7 separate regions of the Mus musculus genome follow, and regions 2, 3, 4, 5, 6 and 7 are each linked to region 1. A link is a contact called in public Hi-C and promoter capture Hi-C data. All regions are on one chromosome and are shown on one strand. Each heading gives the region's core, a stretch centred on a gene start, on an enhancer-like site or on the middle of the called end of the contact. The rest is flanking DNA. Distances are from core to core; before and after follow the strand shown. Region 1 holds the start of Mtdh (metadherin). Region 2 holds the start of Zfp706 (zinc finger protein 706). Region 3 overlaps Ankrd33b (ankyrin repeat domain 33B). Region 4 holds the start of Ywhaz (tyrosine 3-monooxygenase/tryptophan 5-monooxygenase activation protein, zeta polypeptide). Region 5 holds the start of A830021M18Rik (a long non-coding RNA gene). Region 6 holds the start of Ropn1l (ropporin 1-like). Region 7 holds the start of Pabpc1 (poly(A) binding protein, cytoplasmic 1).

Region 1 (3,563 bases), core at 274-2,773:
CAGTGGGAGAGCGTTTGCCTACCATGCTTAAGGATCTGGGTTTAATCCCCAGCATGAATACAAAAACGAAGTGCATATACATGTGCATACACAAAGAGGAGGGAGTGAGAGAAGGAGGGCGAGATATAATGACAAGTATGTCCCTGATACCAAATACAGCAAGTGGAAAAAAAAAAAAAAAAAAAAAACTACAAGATGACCTGATCTTACTAAATCATTTACTTGCTAGACTGTCAAAGGGACTAGTATGCTAACCTACAATTTCTGTAATTCTCTAATTCATAAATCCACAGGTGATGATCTAAAACGATCAGTAGAACTTCTTAGAAAAACTATGACCAACCCAAATAGGTGGGGTTATAAATCTTATTCCAAAAATATGAATGGAATTTGTTAATTTTAGAGGTCATGCAGATCTCATTTTAAGGTTCTGGCCTTTATAACTTAGCCCTTAATTATAAGTCTGCAAAAAAGCTTAGCAAGAGTAGCTTATTACGTATAAAACTCTATTCCACCCATTAATCACAAGACTCATTACAATACTGATGGGTCAAAATACATGAATAGGTTTTTAGTTTGTATTTACTTCAGCTGCTTACATGCTAATTAACATTTAATTATAGACACTGTTTCCTTACCGCAAAGTCAAAATACAAATAGTAGGGTAGTCCTCAAGCATTTTTAAAATTAAGAAGGGAAGAAGCGCCTCAGCTCTTTATTTTTGGTGCTAGGAATCGACGCCAGAGCCTTGCATATGTTCAGTAAGCATGTTCTATTGCTGAGCGACATTCCCCAACCCACCTAGTTTCCTTCTAATGCTACATTTGACTGTTGGACAACACAAGCATTCAAAAATTGCAATTCTTTTGGGGTTGTATAAAAGCTTAAAATAATATGCTTCTCTTGCATATAAATACAGTCTAAGGGCTTCCTCTCAATATTTCCTATTAAGGCTACAAATCAGTAGAAAAATAATAGTGCCTCCCACGGGTTTGCCGACTTTTTAAATCTGGAGCCTGACAACAGACAGCAGGAGTGAACGACAGAACAGACGCAAACGTTGGCAAACGTTAATATGCTAGTCCGCCCCGAAGAAATACTCGGATGTGAATTACACGTGCTCGCTGCCTCAGAGTCCACCGAGCTCCCTCTGGAAGCATCCAACTGGCCCCTGACCTAGGGAGAAAAAGCCGGTCCACTGCACCACCACTGCAGGAAAGAGAGCGGAAAGCCTGCTCATACTCCGATGGGTTTGGCCGCCTTGCTCGTGCGCAGGCCTCACACCTGAATCCCTCTCAGCATCCAGAAAGCCCGAGCCTGAAGGAGTTCCACCGTCAGATTTCTAGCTCCCGCTTCGCAAGCTCCGAGTCGCCCCAAGCCTCCAAACCCACACAGCTCAAGGAGACCCCACTCCAAGACTAGAGTCCGCCCGGCCCCGCCCATCGCCCCATGTGACGCATGCCCCGCCCACAGCCTCCACGTGACCCGACCGGCCTCCGCGCGCAGCGTGGATCGCGGCCGGAGCCGCCATTGTTCCGCCGGGGGAGGACAGCGGGTCCTGGCGCTGGCGCCCCGACGCCGCTTAGCGGCCGCCTCTGGAGACACTCTGTCCCCGCCGCCCCGTGTCCTCCTGGTGGCGGCGGCGTGAGGCCGGCTGCGGAGACTGGGAACCTTTGGCTCTCCCCGTGGCGGCGGCGGCCCTCTATCCCCTACTCCGGCGTGAGGGTTGGCCGCGATGCGCTCGGCCTGAGGTGTCGCGGCCCTGTCGCCTCCCACGACTGTTCCAGCGGCGGCTCCGCTCCCCGGCGTCATCCCGCGAGTCTCTCTGACGGGAGGGAAGATGGCTGCACGAAGCTGGCAGGACGAGCTGGCCCAGCAGGCCGAGGAGGGCTCTGCCCGGCTGCGGGAGTTGCTCTCGGTCGGCCTAGGTTTTCTGCGCACGGAGTTGGGCCTCGACCTGGGGCTAGAGCCGAAGCGGTACCCGGGCTGGGTGATCCTGGTGGGCACCGGCGCTCTCGGGCTGCTCCTGCTCTTCCTTCTAGGTTACGGCTGGGCCGCGGCTTGCGCCGGCGCCCGCAAGAAGCGAAGGAGCCCGCCCCGCAAACGGGAGGAGGCGGCCCCGCCGACTCCGGCCCCCGACGACCTAGCCCAGCTGAAGAATCTCAGAAGCGAGGAGCAAAAGAAGAAGAACCGGAAGAAGCTTCCTGAAAAGCCCAAAGTGAGTAGTGGCGAGGAGCCCGGTGGTCAAGGGAAGCGAGAGCTCAGGTCGAGGTGGTAGGTGAACACGTTCCTTGAGAAGGGGGAAGTCGGAAAGTGTAAGAACCAGTAGGAAAGTCGCGTTTTCCTGAATGGAAATTAACTCCAGGGGTAGGTATAAATAAAAGTGACCAAACTTACAGCCATCATATGAGAACCTTGGTTTCCCCAAAAGCAGATCCTTCCTAGAGGCCTGTGAAAGAAAGTAGGCTGCATGTGGAGGTTAATGGGACCTTACAGTGACGTTGGGAAGTTCTGAAAAGACTGCCCGGTAGAGAGAGATGTCTATCTCAAGCCACGTTGAGACCTGAGACCGTCACGGAAGATAGGGGTGACCTAAAAACTGGCTTAAAGAGGATTACAGGTGTTCAGATCAAGCCATACTCATCTTAGTTGGAAATGTTAAAGGGAAATGGTTACCCTGTCTTATCCTGGTGAGTGTGGCCATTGGGTTGCTGGTACAGGAACTGGGCAAAAGGGAGCTGGCGATCTAATACGCCTTCGGGATATATGGCCCCGAGAAAAACATAAGGCAAGTACAGCAAAGTAGTCTATAGTACAGTCAAAGGATGTGGAAGACTTTTTTGTTTTTTAATAAAGCATAAAGAGGTGACAGATTAAAATGCTGAAGAAGGTTGAGAGGAGATTTCAAGCCGCAGTTTGCTGGACCACATGTGGAAATGCGAAAGCTATTCCATTTTTGTTAGGCCTTAGTGTTTTACTTCTGTATCCTGTGTTGTGATTTCTCTGTAATATTTTGTTCTGTGTATATTTGTTGGAGAGATCTTGTGCCGTGGCATGCATGCAGAAGTCAGAGGAGAACTTACTGGGGTTGGTTTTCCTTCCACAGAGTGGATCTTGGGGATTGAACTCCAGTACTCAGGCTTCTTGGCAAGTGCCTTTACCCACTGAACTGTTTAGTAGCCTGTTTTGCATAATTTGTGTAATATGAAAGATAAGTAACATTAGAAATATTTATTAGTGTAGTGGTGGTGGTGGATGCATTTATCCCAGCACTTGGCAGGCAGATCTTTGAGTTTGAGGCCAGCCTGATCTTTATAGTTTCGGGACAGCAAGGACTACATAGAGAAACTTTGCCTCCAATATTATCTGAATGTAAGTCTCCACCTTTTGAGAACACTTCAGTAAGTACCAGGCTCTTACTATGAAGAGATGTGCTCTGGTATGTTTGATGGGCACATAAGAATTAAAGTCAATCGAGTGGGAGACAGGTTCGTAAAAACTCTGTTCATGGACCCATAAGTACTAAATAGAAAGCTGACAGCTCATATGATAAGCACTCATGG
Region 2 (3,563 bases), core at 686-3,185, 2.9 Mb after region 1:
TGTTTCAGTGACAATCAAGCTCTCCTCATCATCCCCCACCACAATGGAAACTAAACAAACACACACGTACTGGACACATTCCCACTAGTATTACGTAGCAAACTGGAAGTCCATCCAGTCTTTCACCAACCATGAGAATGTTTAATATGCCAGCCTAATATATGAACTCGATTCCCACCCAAGGCAAATATAAACTGTTTGTCATGAAAATTATATTTCATTTTTGTGTTTTTAAACCAATGCCGTATCAATTCTCTAAGTTTCAATAGTATATTGGGGGGTTGTCTCACTACATATCTCTGGCTGGCCTGGAACTCACAGAGATCTGCCTGCCTCTGCCTCCTAAGGGCTGGGATTTTAAGGCCTGTGTCACTTCACCATGTTCCAATGGCATATTTAAAAGTACATTTTGATGGTGGGTCTTCAATACATGAACACCAATGCTTTGAAAACATTCCTTAAAAAAAAAAATTAATATATATGGGTACACTGTCGCTGTCTTCAGACACACCAGAAGAGGGCATCAGATCCCATTATAGATGGTTGTGAGTCACCATGTGGTTGCTGGGAATGGAACTCAGGACCTCTGGAAGAGAAGACAGTGCTCGTAACCGCTGAGCCATCTCTCCAGTCCTGAAAACACTCTTAATGTCCCCCTGTCTTAGTATCAGATCTTTACTAGATCATTCTGATTGTCTAAAACATCTTAACTCTTCCATAAAGCATGGCTTATGTATGTGAATTACTTGGTGAACAGATCTTAAGGGTTTTATGCTTAAGTTACAGAACCTCACATCAGTAATTCCAGAACTTTCCTTGCCATCTAGAAATTAAAGCAGCTACTTTGATAACCTTTTCATGAAGCGTGCTGTAAAAACAATGCCATCAGATAAGCAAAAACTATTTTTTAACTTTTGCGTTTAGGGCTTCTCCTAAAACACAACAGAACACCTAAGATTTAACCCATTTTCTTTACCACCACCAACGGTTACAAAAAGGCAAACGCTTCAATAAACACAAAATGTAACACTAGGCAAAGGAGATCTGTTCTAACAGGCTAGCTGAGCGGGGCAGGCCCCTAACTTCTGACAGCACAGATTTCCTTTCTGAAAGCAGAAGTGCAAACGATCCAACCACCTGCTTTCGGACAGTTCAACTTACAATTTGCTCTTGACCAGCTCATCGAGTTTTTGACAAAATCTTACGTATAAATCGCTCCCTGATTAAGTGGGACAAACTGAAAGGCAATAAATCGTTTGCAAACAGTTACCAGCTGATTTTTAATAAAAGTTTTAGCTTTCCCAGGAGGCTGCAAATGAGCTACGAACCAGGAAGAGTTCTTGGAATACCAGGACTCTTGAGAAGGAGGCCCTAAGGGGCCGCTTAAAGAGAAACAACTTACTCTGAGGCCGGGGAGCCAGGAAATGGGCTCACACTCTGCAACCAGCCAGAGCAAGGGGCCCAGGTCGGCTCCGCGGCACGATCCCAGCTCTCAACAGCCATTCGTGGGCAGACTCAACCCCACGGTTGCAGCCCGGCCCGCCCGAGGCCTCGGCGGCCCTCAGCCCCGCGCCCGCTCCGCCGGGAGTCCGACGCCCGCCCCGGCCTCCCGCCGCCGCGTGCCTCCCGCCCCGGCTCCCGCGTCCTGCGGCGCCGCTTACCCGGGCCGGGCCGGTCTGGCGTCCGAGAGACCGCGCAGCGCGAGAAGAGCTGGGCAGGACGAGTAGGGAAGGAAGGGTCGAGCCCCGCACCGCTTGGGGCCTCCGCCACCCGCAGAGGAAGGACCGAGCAGAGCCGGGAGCACAACAGCCCGCGCCTCGCACACCCGCCGCAGCGCGCGCCCGCCGCGCCTGAGCCCGAGGCAGGCCCGTCGCTCGTGCCCGCGCACGCCGCGCCGCACTCCCAGTCGCCTCAGCGCCGCCTGCTTGCCCGCGCGGTCCCGCCCCTCACCTTCCTGCGGCGGCTTTGCCCCGCCCCTCTAGCATGCCCGCGTCCTTCCGGTCTGCAGGCCAATGGCAGCTCTCCCCTGTTACATAAGCGCGCGGGGGCGGGGCCTAAGACGGGAACTGCGGGGCCCTCGCCCGCCCCTCTGCTTCCCGCCCGCTCTCTCGGTGTCGTCTCAGCGTGTCCCCCTGCCCTTGCGGTGTGTGACCTCCGGTCTACGGGCGGCTGTCGGCCGAGTGGCTCAGCAGTCACTCTTTCGTGTTTCACTCACCCGGCCTGGCCTTTGCCCCGCCGCCCTCGTTTTTCCCTGGCCAGCCGGGAGCCCTGTAAGGCGCTAGCCGGAGCGGCGGGGGAGTCGCGTCCGGGGCCCCGCGTGGCCGCCGCTCGGCCATGACCCCCTGCCAGACTCGCTGCCATTGTTCCCTCACTGGTTCCGTGCTCAGGGTATTTTGACTTACTAGGGACTTTCACATAGATGGAGACTTGAGCCTGAAAAATCGGCTAAATCCTAACGTGCTCGCTTGGCCTGTGCAGGCTGGCTATTGGATTGCTAATACTTGGGGAAAGAATAAAAGGTCGTTCCCCGCCTCCACTTGATTTAGACCACGTTGTGAACTTCAGATACCTTATTAAGAGCGATTGCAATTCTAACATCTAGTGGTGGTTAGAAATGGCGTTGTAAATCTCTGCATTTGTTGCCCTGTACCTGCAACAAGCTGCTCCCCATTAGATCTAATTAGGTTATAGGTATACTGCTTTTGTGGCCTTAAAACCACTATGTGGTTCAGTCTGTCCTAGAACTGAACCCTTTCACCTCCACAGGAGCTACATGACCATGTGTCGCCATGCCCAGTCAGAATCTCAAACTTGCCTGCCAGTAGCCAGAGAATTCGTTGACTATGAGCATAGTCTACTTTACTTGTACTATGATAACCTTGTCACAGTATTGTTAAAAATAGCCAGAAAGGTGCAACGCAGCTGGGCCATGATTGAAGTGGGCTCATCTTTGATTCATTTCACTTTATGCTCACAAGCCTTTATTAAAATGTAGTTACGTGTTTAAGTTTTGTTACTGTTGCTGATGGTAATCTGTAATCTCCTTTTTATTACTGTATAGCCAGTGACCAACAAAGTGCTGAAAAAACAATATTGAACAGAATGTGTCTAAAGAGACAGGTTTGGAACAGACATGTCAAGAAGCTATAACATAGTTATTAATGGTGGCCACATTTACTGTTGTGTTAATCTGCCTTTTGGGTTGAGAGTCTTGGAGGATCTAGACTTGGGAAATACAAAGAGCTGTTTGTCTAGTCATGAATGACAATGGACACTGCAACTAGACTGTGACATCTGCAGGGGTGAGGTGGTGTCTGAAGTCTTGTGAAGTAGGATTGGTTTGTTGCTTTTTGTCCTGTGGCCTGGGGGAATACTCAAAAGCTAGTATCCCTTGAGTTTTTAATTCATATCTCCTGCAGGAACCTGACAAAAGCTGTAGCTGGAGTTAGTTCTCTCTCTCAGGACAGGACTTTGTTAACCGGGGTCTATGGGGAGTCACTAGGTGTTTAGTGGTAGCTCTGCCTTCTTTCTGGCTGGGGCCAATAGCACCCCATTTTCACTTG
Region 3 (3,563 bases), core at 412-2,911, 2.7 Mb before region 1:
CAAAGGCTATAGCTTATGATCAACTTTATGGACTTCTGGGGGAAGAAAAAAACTCCATACAATTCAATATAGGAACCTAAATTGCCCAGTAGTGTCAGACTCAAAGAATTAAACCCCTTTGAACACATAGAACACATTGGGCTATCTGCAAGCATTTCCCATTTCTTTATCTGCAGGCCCTCAGACATCAACTCAGTCTACTTAGTGTGTCTGTGTATGGTCGTCTCTATGTGTACATCGGTGCATGCGCCTGTGTGTGATAAGCGCATGTGCACACACACATGTATGTATACATGGAGACTAGCGACTGAGGTCTAAGTCAGCCTGTCCCCAACTTATTTTTGGCACCGTGTCTTTTCACTGAACCGGATACTCACCGATTAGCTAATCTGCCTGGTCAATAAACCCTTGGGGCCCATCTGTTACTTGCCCCAGACTCCAGAGCTCCTGACATTTTGAGGCGAGTGCTGGAAATCCCACCTCAGGTCCTTATGCTTGCCTGGCAAGCGCGTAATACCTTAAACAATCTCCCAGTCTCCCCACAACTTTTTGAAAGACAATATCTTCACAAATACCGAGCTGGATGCACCAGGCTGGTTTATACTAGATGATGGGCGGCAGGATTCAACACAACCAACGCAAAGGGTGGAGAATGAACAAGGTGGCTGATGAGTCCCTCAGACTAACCCAGTTGGATTCACGCTCTGCTCCAGCCACTCAAGGGAGGTCTCTGGACCGATAGCATCAGTGTTGCCAGGAGCTGGAGAGAAAGGCACACCTCAGGCCTCAGCCCCGGCCCCCAGAGTCAGAGCATACATTCTTTAATAAGCTCCCAAGTGGCCTGTGGGACCTGAGGCAGGAAGAGATGGGACAGGGCTGTGGGGTGAATGAGGCTCTCAGCTGAGCAGTGAAAGGACATGAGGCCAGAAGATGCAGGCAAGAATGCTGGGTGAGCGAGAAGGCTCTCGGCTGGGCAGTGAAGATGCTCGCACTGCCCGGGAACCCAAATCCACACACTTCTCCTTCAGCAACACCAGACACGGTCCCCTGCACCTTCCTTTGTTTTCCTTTAACTGTGCTCTGTTTAATTTTAGTGAAGAGGCACATCTACTCTCTTGCCTGGTCCTGTCTTTCTCATGGTATATCCTAATAAATTCTTACCTATTTCCAATCTACAGACCCACAGTCACCCTCAAATGCCTCCTTCATGATACTACCAGCAAGCAGGCTGCATCGCTGAGAGCAAATGATAGCCCTGTGGCCAACAGGGCAAAAGGTCATGAAGAAAGGTCAGGAAATGGTGGCTTGTATTTTGTCTTCTAGATTTAAGAATACATAGGTATAGTTCTATCTGCTAAGACTGAGTAGCTAGACAAATATACACAGAAAATCAGCTCCTGGGAGGGGTGTCACACTGCCTCTAGAACCGTCTCCATATACTACCCTACCAGCAGGGACTGGTCACCAGCTAGGCTCTGGTAGTGTGTAGAAATAGGAAGAGGAACCCAGAAGATGCGTGTGTGTGTGTGTGTGTGTGTGTGTGTGTGTGTGTGTGTGTGTGTGGTCCTTCCTCTGGGGAAACTGGGTCTAGGGAAGGAGCCCAGGAAGTAAACAATGCAATATGAGGTGACTCAGGGGACAGCGGGTGGTGCACAGCAGGTGGAAACCAGCCATGCTTTGAGAGGGGTTGGCACAGAGCAGGCAGAAACTTCTTAGGCAGGAAGGATAGGACCATGTCACAATTGCAGAGAAGCCTCCAGGTCAAGGTGGTTCACAATCAGGGCCGAGGCTAAGTCAGGGAGAACCACAGTACGGTCCTCCCAGCATGGAGTGCAATTAGACTTTCCCCCTGAAAGCCTGGCTCTCCAATGGGAGGTGAGGAGGAAAGATAGCCTTCCATTTTCTTTTATTTTTAAAATAGTCTTTAAATACATGCTCCTGTCTGCTTTTTAAACAAAAAACAAAAACCCAGGCTACTGCCTCATTTGTGATTTCAGACGTAACTGAAACGGACATCTGTCTGTCTGACTCATAGCTGTCAGGGTAGATGACTTCGATGAGACATTCTGGGCTTTGGAATGTCTGTGCTTACAGGTGTTCGTTAATGTCTCCTAATGCGCTTTCTTTATGTAAAAGAATTTAAATTATAACCTTTTTTTCCAAATGTGAAGGTGTTCAATATCCTGAGTCACCGGGGAGATGCAAATCAAACCCGCAAAGAGACAGCAACGCACACCCACCAGAGAGGCTAAAATTAAAAAGACTGACAATACCAAATGTTGGCAAGGGTGTGGGGCGCGCATGTTCCCAGCAGACGGGGGTGTGAACACCACTGGGAAGCCAGTCTCTGTTAAAGCTTAGCATGTGCCTGCCTCATGACACAGCAGTGCCACTCAGAGACACGCTCCAGAGAAAGAATATCTGTACCCAAATTAAGACGGATACAAGAACATCGGGAGCCTGATTCATAACTCACAGCCCCAAATGACAAACAGTGTGGATGTTCATCACCAAGAAGCCTAACGAAGCTGGTATGACAGATCATACTTTCTCTCAGCTGGGGCGGGAGGGGAGGGGAGGGGAGGGGAGGGGAGGGGAGGGGAGGGGAGGGGAGGGGAGGGGAGGGGAGGGGAGGGGAGGGGAGGGGAGGGGAGGGGGCGATGGGACGGAAGAAAGGTGAAAGGGGAATCAAGTGAGTAAACCTGCACATACACAAATGTAGGAAACAGCTTTAACAATAGACGAAGAAAATCTTGCTACACGCAACAACACTGACGGATTTCAAATATTCTACTGAACCAGCCAAACCCCCGGGAAGGCTTGCTGCCATATAACTCAGTTGTACCAGTCTGAAGTACTCATCTGAGGAGGTTCAAAGCAGGGATTCCAGGAGAGACCTGGGCACTCGTGTTCACAGCTGCCTTGCTCACAATAACTCAAACACCCAAGGCGTCAGCAAATGGATAAGCAAAGTGTGGTGTACACACACACACACACAAGACTCTTTCTCCACTCTATGAGGAAATGGAACTCCAATACATGCCACAGCATACATGAACCTGGAGAATAGTGTGCAAGTGACATAAGCCAGGCACAGAGGGGCACATATATCCCCATGTGCATTTTTCATTGCTGGGGTAAAATAATTTGCAACCAAAAAACAAAACAAAACAAAAACAAGACAGCAACAACAAAGACTCAAAGTTAGGGTTTTTGTTGGTTTATGGTTCCAAAGGGGGAGTCCATAATGGCAAGAAAAACATGGCAGTGGGCGCCAGGAGCAAGACGGTTGGTCACATTTTGTCACACAGAAAGCTGGGAGAGCTAACTGCAAATGTAGTGAGCTATAAACTATCAAAGCCCACGCCCAGTGCTGTCTTCCTTCCAGCAAGACGGTACATCCTAACGGTCTGGTGACCTCCTCAAACAGCACAATCAACTAGTGACAAGTGCTCAAACACCTGACCTGAGGAGGGGAGTGGGATTGTTCATTCATCACCTGACCTGAGGGGCGTGGCAGGTTGCTCATTCAATCACCTGACCTGAGGGGCGTGGCAGGATTG
Region 4 (3,563 bases), core at 350-2,849, 2.7 Mb after region 1:
CCACCAGCCCAGGACGCTGGGGACCCCGTGCCCCGGTACCCCCACGCCTAGCTCTGGCCGCGCCCCTCCCCCACCGCGCGTCCCGAGAGTCCTTTCTGGCATTGCGGGCCCCAGCGAGCCCAGCCCAGGGTCCCTGGCGGGCCCCACCCCAGAGCCCCGCGTGCTACCTGGCTGCCCCCCGCCGTGGGGGAGGGGGTGGCGGGGGCGCCCCGGGTGGGGGCGGCCTCACCTGCGCCACGGCCGAGTCACAGTCGCGGGCGGAAGCAGGGTGCCGGCGGGGGCGGATCGCGGTCGCCCTCGGGAGCGGGAGCCCCTGGGTCTCGCGCGTGGGCGCCTCATCCGCCACCCCCACCCCGGGGACCAGAACGGGGCGATGAGCAGCCCGGCAGGCCAGAAGCAAGCGGCCGGGGGCGGCGGTGGGCGCCTGCCCGGGCCCGGCAGAGCCGAGCCGCCGCCCGGGTCCTCCTGAGAAGACCCCTCTCGGGCCGCAGCGCGGCGGCGGGCTGAAGGGACCGGAGGCCGACTCGGGCGGCTCCTCACCTGTGTCCGGAGTGGGTGGCGGCACACGGACGCGGCTCGGCGGTCTCTGGGCGGCGGCGGCAGCAGCGGTGGCGGCGAGGCTGAGACTCTGTCCCTGATCTGGCTGCTCACAGGCTACAGCCGCTCCGCAGACACGGGGTTTCCTCCAATCACTAGCCCCGGCAGCAGGGGCACCACACGCACGATGACGTCAAACGCTGCTATGGCAACCGTTGATTGGTGCCCACAGTTCTCCGGCCCGGCGCAACCGCCGCTCCCCTGCGCGCGCCCGGCCGGCCCGCCCGTGCCCGAGGGCGAGCGGAGGAGAGCGCGTACTCGCGCTCCGCTCCGCTCCCGACCCTGCCTTCACCCGCGTGCTCGGTTCGCTCCCCGCCGCCCCCGCGAGCTGCCCTCCCTCCCCGCCCCTGCGGCCCGCGGAAGGAAGCCTCTCCCCGCCCCCACCTCACTGGCGGGCACATCCGGGACCTTCGCGTTCCCCCCCACCCCCTTCCCGCTCGGCCGCCCTCTCTCTGCGCCGGTAATGGCGGTGGGCGGGTTGCGGGGCAGGGTGAAGGCAGCTCTACTGCCAGGGCATTGTGATCAGAAGCCGAGAGTAGGGCAGCGGCTCCGCCAACGCCGGGGCAGGGAGGCCCGGGCGCGGCTGCTCCCTCGGGCGGCCCGCTTTACCTTCTGGCTGCAGGAAGCGGCCTTAGACCTTTTAAGGCTGGGAAAAGCGCGAGGCTGAATGACGCCCTGCCTTTCCAGTCGCGAGCTCGGCGTCCACACCGTGACAGCCGCGGGGACAATGGGTGGTCGCTGGGAGGAGCGGGGAAAGGGTTGGGCTAGCGGGTTGGACGTGATCGTAGAAGCCTGACGTGGGGCGAGGCGGGGAAACAGGCTAGAACACACCGAACTGTTGTCGTGGGCTGCACTTTACCCTCTGTAGAGCTTTCATTGGGAGACACATTGTTCCTAATTAGCGCATTGTAAGAGAGTGACCGACCCTTTTAGGTCCTGGAAGCAAGGTTAGGGAGCGTGGCCGTTCCTAGGGCTCTAGCTGGAGGAGGAGCGAGGCTCCTCCGCCCGGAAAGGGGGGGGGGGGAGGAAAAGGGCGGAAATTGCAGGTGCCTGAACCCGCAAGGTCTCCACCCAGGAGACGGAAGTTGAAAGGAGATGCAGTCTCTATGAAGAATCTGTCCTTGCTCTCTTTAAATGTGCGCCTCTGAGCTAAAATATTTTCACTGAGCCCCTTCTGGGGCCTACACTAAGCACAACTGGAAAAAGAACCTCAGGAATTCAGCCCCAGAGCCCCCTGGAAGACTTCATGACAAGCATTCTTTCCCTACCACTGTCTTTCATCAGAATGTTGGTTACATTGTTTGAATCACAAGTTTGTTGTACAAATTATAATTTGCCTGAAATGACAGCTAGGTAGAGATTTGCCTGTGACCAGTTCAGTGTCGCTCCCCTCGCCAACCGCCCTCCCCCCTCCCAACACACACACCGGTTTCCACAGCAACAGATAACATGCTAAGCAGATGAGCAAATTAATTCAGGTTTTATCTCCAAGATACTGAAGTCAACTTACTTTGGCTGTAATGTAAATTCTTTCAGGGAGTGACTCACTTAAAATGACTATTTCAAAAGCTTTTATGTTTGCAGTTTTGTAGTAGGTGCTAGAAATTTGACAGAAGATACTAGGTTAAATCTTTTGTAAAATGGAAATGTCTGTTAATGTCTGTAATACACGTCTATATGGAATATACACCTCAGGGAAAGTTAAGAGATTTCTCTGCATAAATTGCAGACTTGTTTTGGAAAATAGTTTGGGCTTTTGCCTTGTGCATTAACTAGCAAGGTTTCTTTGTGTTTTAATAAACCAAAAGGTGCTTTTAGTTTTTACAAACTCCAATCAACATGTTTGCCTAATAAAGGCATAATAAGGCTGCAAGGGGGCCAGAATTAGATTTGCCATGGAAGGTCAACTGAGAAGAATTCTAAAGAATAATATGTAGCAAAGCCAAAACCCAGAGCCTATAGGCCTGAAGTATGGGGAAGTTACTGGTGAGTTTGATTAGCTGCCCAATTGTCTTCCTGTCTTCTTTACTTGGGTCTTACTTCATGCAGTTGATGTCTCCGCTATACTTTGATAGGCACAGTAGTAAAATATCAGCAATAAAAGTACTACCATCTGTGGCTGAGGAATGCATGTGTGTTTTCTCCATGTAGTTTACTGTAATTACATTTTGGGAACAATAAGGGTGGTAGCTGTCCCTGGTGTTCAAAACCCAGTGAAAACGAAGTGAAACAGTTAAAAGTGGTAGGTCTAAAGTTCAGAGATGAACGTGTTAGCCCAACACTAGACATTTCATTCAATTTCTGTCCCATGTTACACAGTAAGGTAAAGAGTTCAAGTAAATTAGCATCAGTCTGTCATTCCAACTGGAAACACGTGTCAAGGGTGATCTTTTCAGTCATAAACAGTCCCGGCAGGCTATCGTCTCAGCTCTGCATCATTTGACTGAGTGAAGCTTAATGTGCGGGACTCTGCAATCAGAAGAGGGGCAATCTTGCTTTGTCATCCAGAGGTCTGTTCTTTAGCTTACTAAACTGGACACACTAATTCCCAGTCCCATAAGATTAAACACCGTGATTGAGAGAGTAAAGAGTGGGCTGTATTGTGCTGTAGATTCTAATTTCCATACCTGAGAAACTGGAAGTAGAAATAGATACAGACAGCTGTTCCCCAAATCCTCTTCTCCAGTTGCCATAGTTTGGATCCCACTGTCGAGTCTCTTGGAGCTAGGTGTGGCCCACTGACCAACTGCTAGGCAATGGGACACAAAGTGATGCCCTCTGCTTGTGGACCTGAACCATAAATCTTCCCCACTAGACATGGCTGAACCCCAAATCTGCCAACCAAGTAGCAGACCAGCATGTCACCCACAGACCTCTAGCACAGGCAGTAGGCACCTGCTTGCCACCACACCACACAGCGCAGGCAAAACATGTCACCCAGGGGTTCGTCAGCCAGGTGTCCAGCC
Region 5 (3,563 bases), core at 717-3,216, 2.6 Mb after region 1:
CTCCCAGCTTGAGTTAATCCGAAAGTAACAACAATGGAAGTAAGGCTTCCATTTGCAGTATTCAGCCATCTTGTCTCATGCCCTAAAGCATTCAGAGAAAAGCCAGCTCTAGGTTTGGTGCAGCGTCGGTCCATCAGGGACCCAGAACATATCCATCTTCTTGCTACCCTGTCATCACAAGATGGCTGTCACACTGCTCCACCATATGTTAAGGCAGGGAGAAAGGAAGCAAGGAAAAAGCCAACATAACCTCCCCCACTCCTTAATCCAGGGAGGAGGTTTTCTTAAAATTCTCCCTAGTAGACTCAGCAGCATAGTTCAAGATACTTAGCCAGCAGCCTGGTGTGGACCCTGGATAATCAGGACAGCTCATACACTAGTTGCATCATGGAGAGAAGTCTTAGAGCCGCTCCTCTGGTCTGATGTCACCTTGTATGTGGTGGATTGTAGGAAGCTGGAGGGGAGCCAGCAGAGGGGGAGGGCAGTGTTTGTCACTGGACACAAACGTGTTTTGGAGTTGTTACAACGAGTGTGCCACTGTAGTGTGTTCTAGCTCTGCATCAGCCCCCACTTCTGTCTCTATTCTACAGGCTTTGAGCAAAATGGTGTATGCCACCCTCAAAATATGAGGAATAGCTGAAGAAACCTGTATTCTGCATCTTCATCTGCCAACCTCTGGAGACCACTGACCTATAAACTCCATAAACTCCGGCTTTCCCAGACTGTCCCATGCTGGACTCATGAGCACCTTGACACAAGTCTTTGGGCTTCACTCTGTGGGGAGCCGCACTCACATTTGCCATTATAAGATGGCGCTGACAGCTGTGTTCTAAGTAGTAAATAATCTGCACATGTGCAGGGGCAGTTTTCCCGCCATGTGCTCTGCCTTTTTTGTGATGACAACTGGGCCAATGGGCTGCAGCCAATCAGGGAGCGACACGTCCTAGGCGGAGGATAATTCTCCTTAAAAGGGACGGGGTTCTGGCACTCTTTCTCTTCGCCTCTTCGTCTCTTCGTTTCTTCTTCTCTTCATCTCTTCGCCTCTTCGTCTTTTCCTCTGCTCTCTTCCTCTGCTCTCTGCCTCTCTCCCTCTCTGCCCCTCTCTCTGCCTCTCTCTCTGCGTCTCTCTGTGTCTCTCTCTCTCTCTCTTCCTCTCTGCCTCTCTCTGCCGCGCTCTTCCTCTCTTGCTCCTGAGTAAGCAATAAAGCTTTGCCGCAGAAGATTCTGGTTTGTTGCGTCTTTCCTGGCCGGTTGCGAACGCGTGTAAGATCACTCCTCTAGCAACATTCAGCTAATGGAACATCCCCATGTTTTGTGTAGCTCCTCTGAGCTCAGCACAAAATGGAGAATTCCCTTTTTCTAGCAGGGCTTCCACTTCTCTGACTACCCCCCCATCCTCTACCTGAGGAAGGTAATGGGGTCCTTGGCAAACCTACAAATTCCTCTCCCTACACCCCATAAGAACCTGCCCAGCAAATACCTGGGATTCCTGGAGAGCTTTTCCACACAAAAGAGGCGTTCCCAGTTCACTGAGCTCCAGCCAGTCATCAACATTCACCCTGAAAACTCCTCTCCACTCTCCAAAGTTCATATACAGCCCTTGTCCACCCAAATAAAGTAAGTGAGCACCAGCTATTTCACTGAAGACCATCTAAGAGCCACTTCATTGGGAGTCATCTAAAAGAGCTGTAAGACTAAAATCGCCAGAGAAGGCCTTCCTTGGTGAAGCCCTCCACCCCATGCCCACATGTGAGTTCAGCTGGACTGAGAGCCAGTCCCAACCTGTTCCAGACTCCACTTCATCCTTCAAGCCTGGTGCCTGGACACCCTGAGGGAGGAAACAGAGGACAGAGAAGCACTTCTGGCACCCAACGCGGCCCACAGCTGGAGGAAGCTAACATACACCTGGGAGGATGCTGGTACTTGATGGGCTGGGCTATGTCACAAGAGGGTGTGGTACAGACCTTTGATGGGCTGGGCTATGTCACAAGGGAGTGTGGTACAAATGCTTGCCATATAATGCTTTGCTATTGCTCTCCTGGTTGGGTCACCAATCTTTAGACACTTAAATTGTCTAAATGTAAAGAGAATTAATGTCACTACAGGCTGCTAAAGAGCAGAAGTTACTGTTGGCATGACCTGGCAATAGCCAGGTATGCCTGGCTCACTCTAAAAGGGTCTGCATGTCTCTTCCTCGCTGTCTGATCCTCTTTCTTACTACCTGCCCCTTCTCCCGCTCCCCCCTTCCTCTCCCCATGTGTTCCTGGCCTGCTTCTCCCTCTCCTCTCCCCACCTCCCGCCTTTCTCTGCCTCCCACCTTCCCCATGCCCTAAATAAACTCCATACCATGCCTCAGGGGGAGGGGATGCCTCAGCGGGGGCCTGTGGAGGCAGCCCTTCCACCTCACCCACCATACAGCGCCTCTACCAACACGGGTGCTGTGCCTGGGATTTAGAAACTCACAGGTTGCATGAGCTCATATTTCCGTGCTGCCACATGGACTTTGCAGCCATGGGATGGATCTCTTGCTAGACCTCTCCACCCAAGCACTGGAGAATTGGTAAAGCTCCCTACTCTCACTGGTCAGCATAAACGCCCTCTGGTCCCAAGGGAGGGCTGTTGAGCTTGCAGCCACCCCGTGGTGTCCTGGTCTTCTTACTGATGCTTCGTTCTCGGACCTCTACCCCTGGGTGAGTGCTCTCTCTGTCTCTGTCTCTCTTTCTCTGACGGTTTTTCTCTTGGCTTCTCTTGCACACTGCTGAAAAAATCCTACGCTTAGGCAAACCATCCTCCCTCAGGCTCTGAGCCCCACACACAGCTCGTGCACTGGTCCCGCAGCTCAGCTGCTAGTTCACTGCGTGGCTGGTGATCTGTTTTGGCTGCCTCTGTTTCTAGCTATCACATTTGTACTAGAGACACCGGGGAACGGGGAAGTCACTTGCTCCTATTCTCACCCAGAAGGGAATATCTTTGCTAGCACGTCTCCTGGTTAAAATTTGGCCCCTATACCCATCAAAGAATAACTCTAAATGGCCGTTTACTGGAACTTTAATAGCAAACTTTTACAACTCTCTAGCTAGCGATCTGTAGACCATTCCCTACCCCACGTTTTCTTGCTGCTTGCTCTCCACTCCCGGTTCCCTGCTCCCCTGATTCTGCCGCCACCACGTACTTTCCATCCGCCCCTCACTCTCTGTTCAGGGCGGTGCTGCCTGACAATCCTGAGCTCTCCACATTCCCCCTTGCTGTCTCCCTCCCTGTTTGACCTGACTCCACAGCAGCCAGTTGACTAGAGCTCTGGCAGCAAGGACACAGCTGCAGCTACGGCCCCCCAGCCCCGCCTACTCAACCCTGCCACCCAGTGCTCTGTGGCACGGCGTGATCTCTCGCGCGCGCCCCACCGCCCTGAGTGCCTGGAGCACACTTGCTCTCCAACCTGAGCAGAGTTGCTAGAAGACAGAACGCTGCTTCAGGCGCTGCTCTCTACTCTTGACCCCCATGCTGATATTCTGCTCTGCCAAGCCACAGGCACACTCCCGTAGCCATCGCTTGCCGCCAAGCCA
Region 6 (3,563 bases), core at 756-3,255, 2.6 Mb before region 1:
TGTGAGCTGTGTGACATGGGTGCTAGAAGCTCAATTCAGGTCTATTGGGAAAGCAAGCAAATACTGCTAACTGAGACCCATCTCTCCAGCACCCCATGCCCTAAGGTCATTCCTTTTTCAACAGCTGCTTTCTGAGGTAATTGGCATTAAACACCTCGACACATTCACCTCTAAGTGGTGCAGACACACAAAGGCTTCCCACTTTCCATCTTTCCCAGTTCTGCCTGGGTCTACCCCCCACCCCCACCCCCCCCAAAAAGTTCCATTCTAGGAATCTGAAAATGTGTGAGCTGGAGGTTAAGGAGGCACAGAAATGGCTTGGGGCAACAACTTGAGTGAATTCCCTTCGGATTTGGCCAGCACGAGGCCTTGTGCCAGGCAAGGTCTTAAGCCACAGTCAAAGAACTTGTAGCCAGGAAGATGAACATGAAATTAAGCACCAGGGCACCAGGTATGTCTATGAGTTATCAGAAACCATCTAAATCTGAAACATAGATAGATGGACATGGATAGTGAAGACTGAATAGATTAAAGGCAACCCCCTCTCTCTTCACCCTTTAGGGTCAACTCCACCTATAACTACTAAGACTTTTGTGCTCCTCTCTGTGGTTTCGTTAATGAGCTAAGGAGTGGTGCGGACAGCCACGAGAGAAACAGATGCAGAACTGTTGACCTAAAAGTCCAGGCCCCGGTTACAATGCTGTGGCTTGGTGGATTCACACCTATTCATAGTTGTTCCCTCATCGGCAGTCTAATGAATCAGGGATTTCTTGTGTAAGGCTTCAAAAAAACTCTCTCTGTAGTATTAATAAATGTGCCAATAGGGGCGGAGACTTGAAGTGCAAATAAACTTTCATAAAGACACCCTAGCCCTTCTCTCTAAGGCTCGAGCATATGTAATATCGCTGAGGGGTTATTGAGAGAACTGACAAAGGGACCGCTGGGCTCACAGGTGACCCTGACGGAGCTAAGTAAGACATCCAGGTCCTGTCCCCTGAAGCCCCGTGAGAGGTACTCTACATGGCAAGCGTCTTTGCACAATTAAGGACTTTAGATGGGGGAAACTATCCTGAAGAAACGGTATGGCTCCTAAATGTATCACAGGACTCCTCAGGAGAGGAAGGCAGAAGAGAACCCACGGATTGTAGAAGGGCCAGGAAGTTCCAACAGCCGAGTCTGATATGGAAGCAGCCACCCCAAACGCCTGTTGCCTGCTCCAGATGTTTTGTTGCTTTTACCTCCAGAGCTGTCGTTTTTTAAAAGTCGAGTTGTTAAAACAGCCAAAAGTAACGAAACCACCTTAGCTAATATAGTTCAGAGAAAGTTAGCAAATTTTGGCTAAAAATAGTTATTCTCGTGATTTAAAAAGTGGCACAGTTCTCTTGTAAAACCGAAAGAATGAGTGTTAAGATTATAATGGTCAGGCCCTTGAAAGGGTTCCTGTCCTTGTTTCTAGAGTGTGAAGGTTCGCTAGCTGTGAGCTGTGCTGGACAATTTTCTCAGGTGGCAGCTTTCACATACCTCTGCCTCATTTGGGGGTGGGTGGGGGCATAATTCAGTTGTTCTGGGCGGTTTCATTTATAACATCCCTGTAACTGATTTTTTTTTTTTTTTAAACTCAGCGGAGCCACTTTTTGCCCCGCGGTTGGTGTGCAAGCTTTGTTAGTCTACACCCACAACGTCGGCGTCTGTACTCGGTAACGGGGTGAGGTTCCCTGGCCGGCCTTACCCCGCCGACCACTGCAGCACGTCCGCCGGCTGCGTACGGATGGCAGCCTTGGTGAACTGCTTGAGGATGTCCGGCAGCTCCGGGGGGATGTGGATCTGCTGCGCGCAGAACATGGTGTCGGGCAGCGGCATCGTTCTGGGGAGACCGCGGCGGCCTGGGACGTTGTGCTGCGGGGAGGAGAGGCAGGGTCAGCGCAGCGGGCGGCGGGGAGGGACTGCTCCGCCCCCTCAGGAAACTGAGGCCCAACCGCCCAGAGCGGATAGAGCACGCGATTGTGGCGTGCGGTCTCCAGGCAACCCGAGCTGCGCATGCGCACAGCCTCAGCAAACAAGGGGCGGACGTCCGGCTGGCCTCTGTGACCAACGAGTGACCACAGAGCGGAGAGCGCCATAAAACAGCTTGTTTTCCTAAAACGCGGAGGTTGCGCTAATCCGAACCCCAAGAGGTCTCGACCAGGGTCTCGGCTTGGCGTGTGACTCCATTTGGTCCACACACCCACTGTATGAATACACATTTCCAAACCAAAGCAGCTTGGCAAAAAAACATTTAGTTAATAGAATGGGAAAACAAGGACTCTCAGACACTGTTGACAGAAATGAGCGTTTATCTGGGGACTACAGGATTTTCTAACGACTTAGCAATATTTATCCTAAGGGGGGGGATAGGCATAAGGAGTAAATAATAATGCCTATTATGTAGCTTGGTAGGTTAACTTTTATTAAAACCTCTATCATGGTCTCCAAAGAAAAACAACACAATCGGGTAAAACCAACAGAGTTAAAATCTGATGTGGGGACTGCGAGACTCGCAAGGCTGGGGTTCATTTGAGCTGGGAATTGGAGACCAGCCTGGGCAACATTTAGCGCTTCAAGAAGCAACAAGTCTGTTCCCACCCACACCACCACCACCACCACCACCACCACCACCACCACCACCACCACCACCACCACCACCACCACCACCACATGACTGGTGAAGCGGAAAAGATTGTAAAACAATCTGGGTGTGCAGGTGTCTGTTCCTTTTATTCTTAAAAGTCTCAGGTATAAATTGTGACAATTCAGCTTTTGTTTTCTTAAGTGAATTATATTTTGCTGTTGTATCTAAAAAAAAAAAAAAAAAAAAAGTGAGCCTAGCCTACATTGACCTTTTTTTTCCCTACATAAGTTACTATTAGTTCGTTTGTACAGTATCTGTAGTGTGAATGTTTGCTTTTCATTCTGTTACCAGTCCAAATACTTCACTTTTTTTTTTTTTTTAATTTCAGCATCCATGCCCCGTTGTGTGGAATCCACTGAATACATACGGAAGTGTCTGCTTTACCAGATACACTATGGCAAGGAAATGGCCACCTAAGCAAAATGGGTGTGGTTCCTGAGCAAGAAGCTCCTTCCTCCTCCAAGTACATCCTAAAGCATAAATGAACGAGCCGAAAGAAAGTCTTAGGCACGGTTGTATAAGCAAAGGAGATTAAAGAAAACAAAACAAAATAAAAAAACCCAACGCAATGGCTAAACAACATAAAGTGATGCAGAGGGGCCTGTGCCTTGCTGACAGTCTACCCATGGTTTTAAAGGCTTGCAGAGTAGCAGCAGGAGGCTGATGGAGGACTAGGTGTGTATGTGTGCAGACCTAACGAGCCCACTGAGGAAGCAGCTAGGCCTCAGCGGTCTCCCCGGAGGGAGTCCTGTGTGCTGGCTTGGGCAGCTGACTTCTCGCTCTCTCTTCCATCTTCTGGTTACTATCTGTTCTGCACTTGTGGTCCTTGGAGGCAGACATCTTCAGTCACTTAACACATCAACTCTCCTAATCACTGTGTTTCAGGAGATAACCA
Region 7 (3,563 bases), core at 423-2,922, 2.5 Mb after region 1:
ATAAAACCCAGAGCTGACTTCTAAATCAGAGTCATCTAGATTTAAAAACCCAACGATATCAGGCCATAGATCTTATCTGATTCTTAGATTTCTGTTTCAGTGAATTGTCAAACTTAAAACAAACTCAATGTGTTACTTCTTAATTATTGCCCAAGATTCATGGATATTCCAAACCACTTTACGAAAGAAAAATCAAAGAAGCTTTCATTAGTTGGATGCTATTAACTCAGCATAATTTGATCCAGGTTACCCTAATATTTAGGACCAAAACTGGTCAACATGTTTAAAATTCATAACCACAGGTGCTATTTTAGAAAAAATATACATATGTATACATTAAATAACGACTTCTATTAAACTTAAGATCTAATTTGTTTGAAAATGAGCCAAGGAGTCTGGTGCCCTAGAGTCTTCCACATCCCCTCCTCCACGGCATGGTTAAAGAATACTTCATCTAGGGAAAACCCCAAGCAATTATATATGGTATAAGGTGCCTTTCCTGGTCCACAGGTCAGAGATGTGCTATTAGGAACGAGCTTACGACCCTAAGGACCACCACCACCAGGCATCACCCTATTTAACTTTCTTCTAAAGCCTAGGGCTCCTCCCAGCGATTGAGCCACCGGCAGGAACAGGCCTCGGGCCTGTGAGGTTACAGGGTTCAACACGTGGTATTTCCCAACACTGAATCGTACTTCCTCCCCGGCCTGACTGCCGGGCCAGGGCAGGGGATGGAGGGGTACCTCCACCCGCCGCTCCAGGAGGGTACTCGAAACCCCCGAATCCCACAGCTTGTGGCGGGAGCGCGGTGAAGGCTATCTCAACCACCCTCCGGGCGCGTCATCGCCCTAAAGTTTGAGAGCGACCGATGGCGAGAAAATGGTCGCAGAGGAGGAAGTGCCGGCCCGCGAGGGGCTGCGGCGCCGTGCCCTCCCGCCCCCTCGCCCGCCCCGCTAGGCCCGCCGCCCCGGCCGCATGGCCGCCCGCCCGCCACCCTCCGGCCTGCCGCTCACCGTCCGCCGGCTGCTGGAAGTTCACGTACGCGTAGCCCAAGGAGCGGCGGGTGATCATGTCCCTGCAGACCCGGATGGAGAGGATGGGCCCGGCCGGGCTGAACTTCTCGTAGAGCATCGCCTCGGTCACGTCGGGGTGCAGGTCCCCCACGTACAGAGAGGCCATGGGGTAGCTGGGGGCGCTGGGGTTCATCTCGGCACGGCTGCCCGCGGGGCCGCAGGCCGCGACCTTTCCCGTGAGAGGAGGAGAGCGAGTGCGGGGCCGGGGGACGGAGCCGGGGGGAGGGGAGCGGGGGCGAGCGCAGAGGGACAAAATTCAACCGGAATCGACGCGTACTCAACGGCCGTGGAACCGGGGGAGCGAGGCTGGCGGTGCTGGGTCCGGGCGGCAGGAAGGCCTCGGTCTCTGGGTTCCTGCTTGGAGCTGCGGGGCCGCGGGCGGGCGGGTCGGTCTCGGCTGCTTCACCGGGTTATTTTATAAAAGAGGAAGAAAAAAAATAAAAGTCTCCGGCGGGGGAGACGCGGATTTTTTTGTAAATTTTTTTTGGGTTTTTTCAAAGGATTTTTTAGATTTTTTTTGGATTTTTTAATAATAAATGTGTGTTCCGAGCCCGGAGCACACACTCCGCACTCTCAGCACTAACCGCCGGGGAGAAGGGGAAGCACCGCCTCCTGCACCCTCTACTTATACCCCCCGCCGCACTCGCCCCGCCCACGCGCGTCTGACGCCAGGGCCCTACGCGAGCGACGGCGCCGGAGGAGGCGGAGGAAAGCGCAGAGGAAGGGAGAGGTGGCGGCGGCTGCCGCTGCTGCGGGCGTGGGGGTTGGGCCCGAGGCGGGGCGGGGCTTCTGCGCAGGCGCCACAGCCAGGGGCCGACTTCCCGCTGCGCAAAGCCAGGAAAGGGCGGGACGGCCAGTGGGCGGCCTCGGCGCGGCCGCTGGTCACGCCCCTTGCGCACACGCCCCGCCCCCGCCCGAAAGAGCGTTAACCCGTCAGCGCAGCGGGTGGGCAGCGCGCGGGGCTTCCGGGTTTCTGGGCGCCAACCGCCCCCCACGTGCGCGTCTAGTGGCGGCCTCTTCCCTCCGCCCCGGCTGAGGTTCTGCTTCGCTAGCCCCCCACCCCCGAGCGGCGCTGGAAACGGGTGGGCGGGCGTGAGCCTTGCCGGCCGGGTTTCCTAGGTGTGCGCGGAAGGAGGCAGGGTAACTGCCTCGTTCTCCTACCCGGACCGCACTACGAGTCCCAGCGGGCAGCGCCGCCACGCGCGTGGGCCGCGGAAGCGGTGCCTGCCGGGAGCTGGAGTTCTCAACGGCCGCGGGCTGGCTGACCTCAACCGGACCCCAACCGTCCCGGGCGTGACCCAGCACGGGTCCGCGGCCCCGACGAGGGGGAGGGGAGGGGATGGGATAAAGGCAGTTGGGAGTCTGGCGCTTAAGATGTTCTGTTGGAATCACTTAGCCACTTCCTACATTTTTTACAGTGGTAAAAAGGACTCGAAAAAAAAATTTTTTTTCCTTTAAAGTATGCGTTTCTCATAATTACTCGGTATCTGTCACTCTTACCCAAACAAACCTGGATAGCCTGCTTAACTAGGCGTGGTTGGCCACGCTTTTAACCCACTTCACCAGGCGTGGTGCCCACGCCTTTAACCCAGCTTTGGAAAGGCAGGAGGGGTTTGCAGATCTCTGAGGTCAGGGCCACCCTAATCTAGCTCTTGGATGCCAGGGTTTGGGGATTAATATAAATGATTGATAGGCACAAATATATCAACTCGTAGAAATGACATTACATCAACCCAAAAACTCCACTTTAGTAGGTTTTACAGTTTTTGAAGTCCTCTATAAACATCCTTTGACAATGATGTGTGGGAAGTGAAGCAAATAGTACTATTTTTACCGTTAATGGTGTCAGAAGTTAAATGACTGCTCAGCTCTTCAATGATCGTTAGCCTAGCCTATTGCCTAGTGTAAATTAGTTATAACTCTTCTCAGTTAGAATTTAAGTCCGGAGACTCTTACACAGATGCTGTCCCCTCTCCCCCATCTTCACCTCCCCACCCATATTGATGGAAGATAACAGTTTTGAAAAATATGTTGTATGCTTAACACATGAGTATCATTTAAGGCTGTTCTTTGTTTGTTTGTTTGTTTGTTTTTTTGTTTTTTCGGGACAAGATTTCTCTGGAGCTCTGGCTGTCCTGGAACTCACTCTGTAGACCAAGCTGGCCCGAACTCAGAAATCCGCCTGCCTCTGCCTCCCAATTGCTAGGATTAAAGGGGTGCACCACCACTGCCCGGCTTAAGGCTGTTCTTTAGGAAGACACATTATGCTATGTAATCTAAATCTGTTTACTCAAATAAGGCTCTAGTTAAAACAATAATTCATCAAAACACCACCGTTCAGTCTACTAGGAAAGTAGTTTAAAATCAATCCATTAGTATAGTCATTGAATGTCCATCGTGTGCTGGGTACCCTAAAGTAAAGATAACGAAGCAAAGTTCTTATCCTCAGGACGTTAATAATGGTTTTTCTGGTCACCATAAATATAAACC

The links. Promoter capture Hi-C pulls out the DNA fragments that hold promoters and counts their contacts. Hi-C and Micro-C count contacts between places; a contact is called where the count stands out from the background. Capture Hi-C pulls out chosen DNA fragments and counts their contacts.
Region 2: a Hi-C map of CD8 T cells shows a contact between it and region 1, with 9 times the contacts expected there. The contact joins the promoter of Zfp706 here to the promoter of Mtdh in region 1. A contact is called at or near these places in 1 of 484 Hi-C or Micro-C datasets (CD8 T cells), 2 of 115 datasets of contacts at active chromatin or transcription factors (bone marrow-derived dendritic cells and large pre-B cells) and 1 of 9 other capture datasets (liver).
Region 3: a promoter capture Hi-C map of pre-B cells shows a contact between it and region 1, with 6 times the contacts expected there. The contact joins the enhancer-like site here to the promoter of Mtdh in region 1. A contact is called at or near these places in 4 of 39 promoter capture datasets (the C10 cell line, liver and pre-B cells), 1 of 484 Hi-C or Micro-C datasets (B cells), 3 of 115 datasets of contacts at active chromatin or transcription factors (the 230-238 cell line, large pre-B cells and stem cell-derived neural progenitor cells) and 1 of 9 other capture datasets (liver).
Region 4: a contact with region 1 is called in a promoter capture Hi-C map of the C10 cell line, with 6 times the contacts expected there. The contact joins the promoter of Ywhaz here to the promoter of Mtdh in region 1. A contact is called at or near these places in 1 of 39 promoter capture datasets (the C10 cell line) and 2 of 9 other capture datasets (adipose tissue and liver).
Region 5: a contact with region 1 is called in a promoter capture Hi-C map of liver, with 3 times the contacts expected there. The contact joins the promoter of A830021M18Rik here to the promoter of Mtdh in region 1. A contact is called at or near these places in 2 of 115 datasets of contacts at active chromatin or transcription factors (the 230-238 cell line and astrocytes) and 1 of 9 other capture datasets (liver).
Region 6: a promoter capture Hi-C map of pre-B cells shows a contact between it and region 1, with 8 times the contacts expected there. The contact joins the promoter of Ropn1l here to the promoter of Mtdh in region 1. A contact is called at or near these places in 5 of 39 promoter capture datasets (3T3-L1-derived adipocytes, cranial neural crest, hippocampal neurons and 2 more), 4 of 115 datasets of contacts at active chromatin or transcription factors (acute myeloid leukemia, astrocytes, bone marrow-derived dendritic cells and 1 more) and 1 of 9 other capture datasets (adipose tissue).
Region 7: a promoter capture Hi-C map of pre-B cells shows a contact between it and region 1, with 4 times the contacts expected there. The contact joins the promoter of Pabpc1 here to the promoter of Mtdh in region 1. A contact is called at or near these places in 3 of 39 promoter capture datasets (the C10 cell line, liver and pre-B cells), 1 of 115 datasets of contacts at active chromatin or transcription factors (embryonic basal ganglia) and 2 of 9 other capture datasets (adipose tissue and liver).

Annotation. Positions count from the first base shown.
Region 1 is chr15:34,081,196-34,084,758 of GRCm38.p6, forward strand. Mtdh (metadherin) reads left to right here and starts at 1,524. Exons shown (of 12, transcript NM_026002.5): 1 at 1,524-2,218. The coding sequence starts at 1,841. It overlaps Gm41291, which reads right to left and starts at 2,031. Exons shown (of 1, transcript XM_011245387.3): 1 at 547-2,031. The coding sequence starts at 1,812. The coding sequence ends at 1,279.
Region 2 is chr15:37,005,467-37,009,029 of GRCm38.p6, forward strand. Zfp706 (zinc finger protein 706) reads right to left here and starts at 1,936. Exons shown (of 4, transcript NM_026521.4): 1 at 1,662-1,936. LOC115488529 reads left to right here and starts at 240. Exons shown (of 2, transcript XM_030248876.1): 1 at 240-244; 2 at 1,390-3,007. The coding sequence starts at 240. The coding sequence ends at 2,338.
Region 3 is chr15:31,335,285-31,338,847 of GRCm38.p6, forward strand. The region is part of intron 1 of Ankrd33b (ankyrin repeat domain 33B); the gene reads right to left. Among named protein-coding and RNA genes, the nearest start is that of Ankrd33b, 31 kb to the right of the region's middle. Within about 2 kb of position 1,662, at least 87 of the 459 cell types and tissues checked have an H3K27ac peak or open chromatin away from gene starts, as enhancers often do. A contact at or near this core is called in B cells, liver and pre-B cells, where this site is marked.
Region 4 is chr15:36,792,939-36,796,501 of GRCm38.p6, forward strand. Ywhaz (tyrosine 3-monooxygenase/tryptophan 5-monooxygenase activation protein, zeta polypeptide) reads right to left here and starts at 1,600. Exons shown (of 7, transcript NM_011740.3): 1 at 1,207-1,600; 2 at 541-737.
Region 5 is chr15:36,724,279-36,727,841 of GRCm38.p6, forward strand. It overlaps A830021M18Rik (a long non-coding RNA gene), which reads left to right and starts at 1,967. Exons shown (of 3, transcript XR_875150.3): 1 at 1,967-2,690. Gm41297 (a long non-coding RNA gene) reads right to left here. Exons shown (of 3, transcript XR_875152.2): 1 at 3,437-3,563.
Region 6 is chr15:31,451,684-31,455,246 of GRCm38.p6, forward strand. Ropn1l (ropporin 1-like) reads right to left here and starts at 2,006. Exons shown (of 5, transcript NM_145852.2): 1 at 1,730-2,006. The coding sequence starts at 1,860. Gm49208 (a long non-coding RNA gene) reads left to right here and starts at 1,988. Exons shown (of 2, transcript XR_003951491.1): 1 at 1,988-2,229; 2 at 2,997-3,563.
Region 7 is chr15:36,607,301-36,610,863 of GRCm38.p6, forward strand. It overlaps Pabpc1 (poly(A) binding protein, cytoplasmic 1), which reads right to left and starts at 1,673. Exons shown (of 15, transcript NM_008774.3): 1 at 1,014-1,673. The coding sequence starts at 1,206.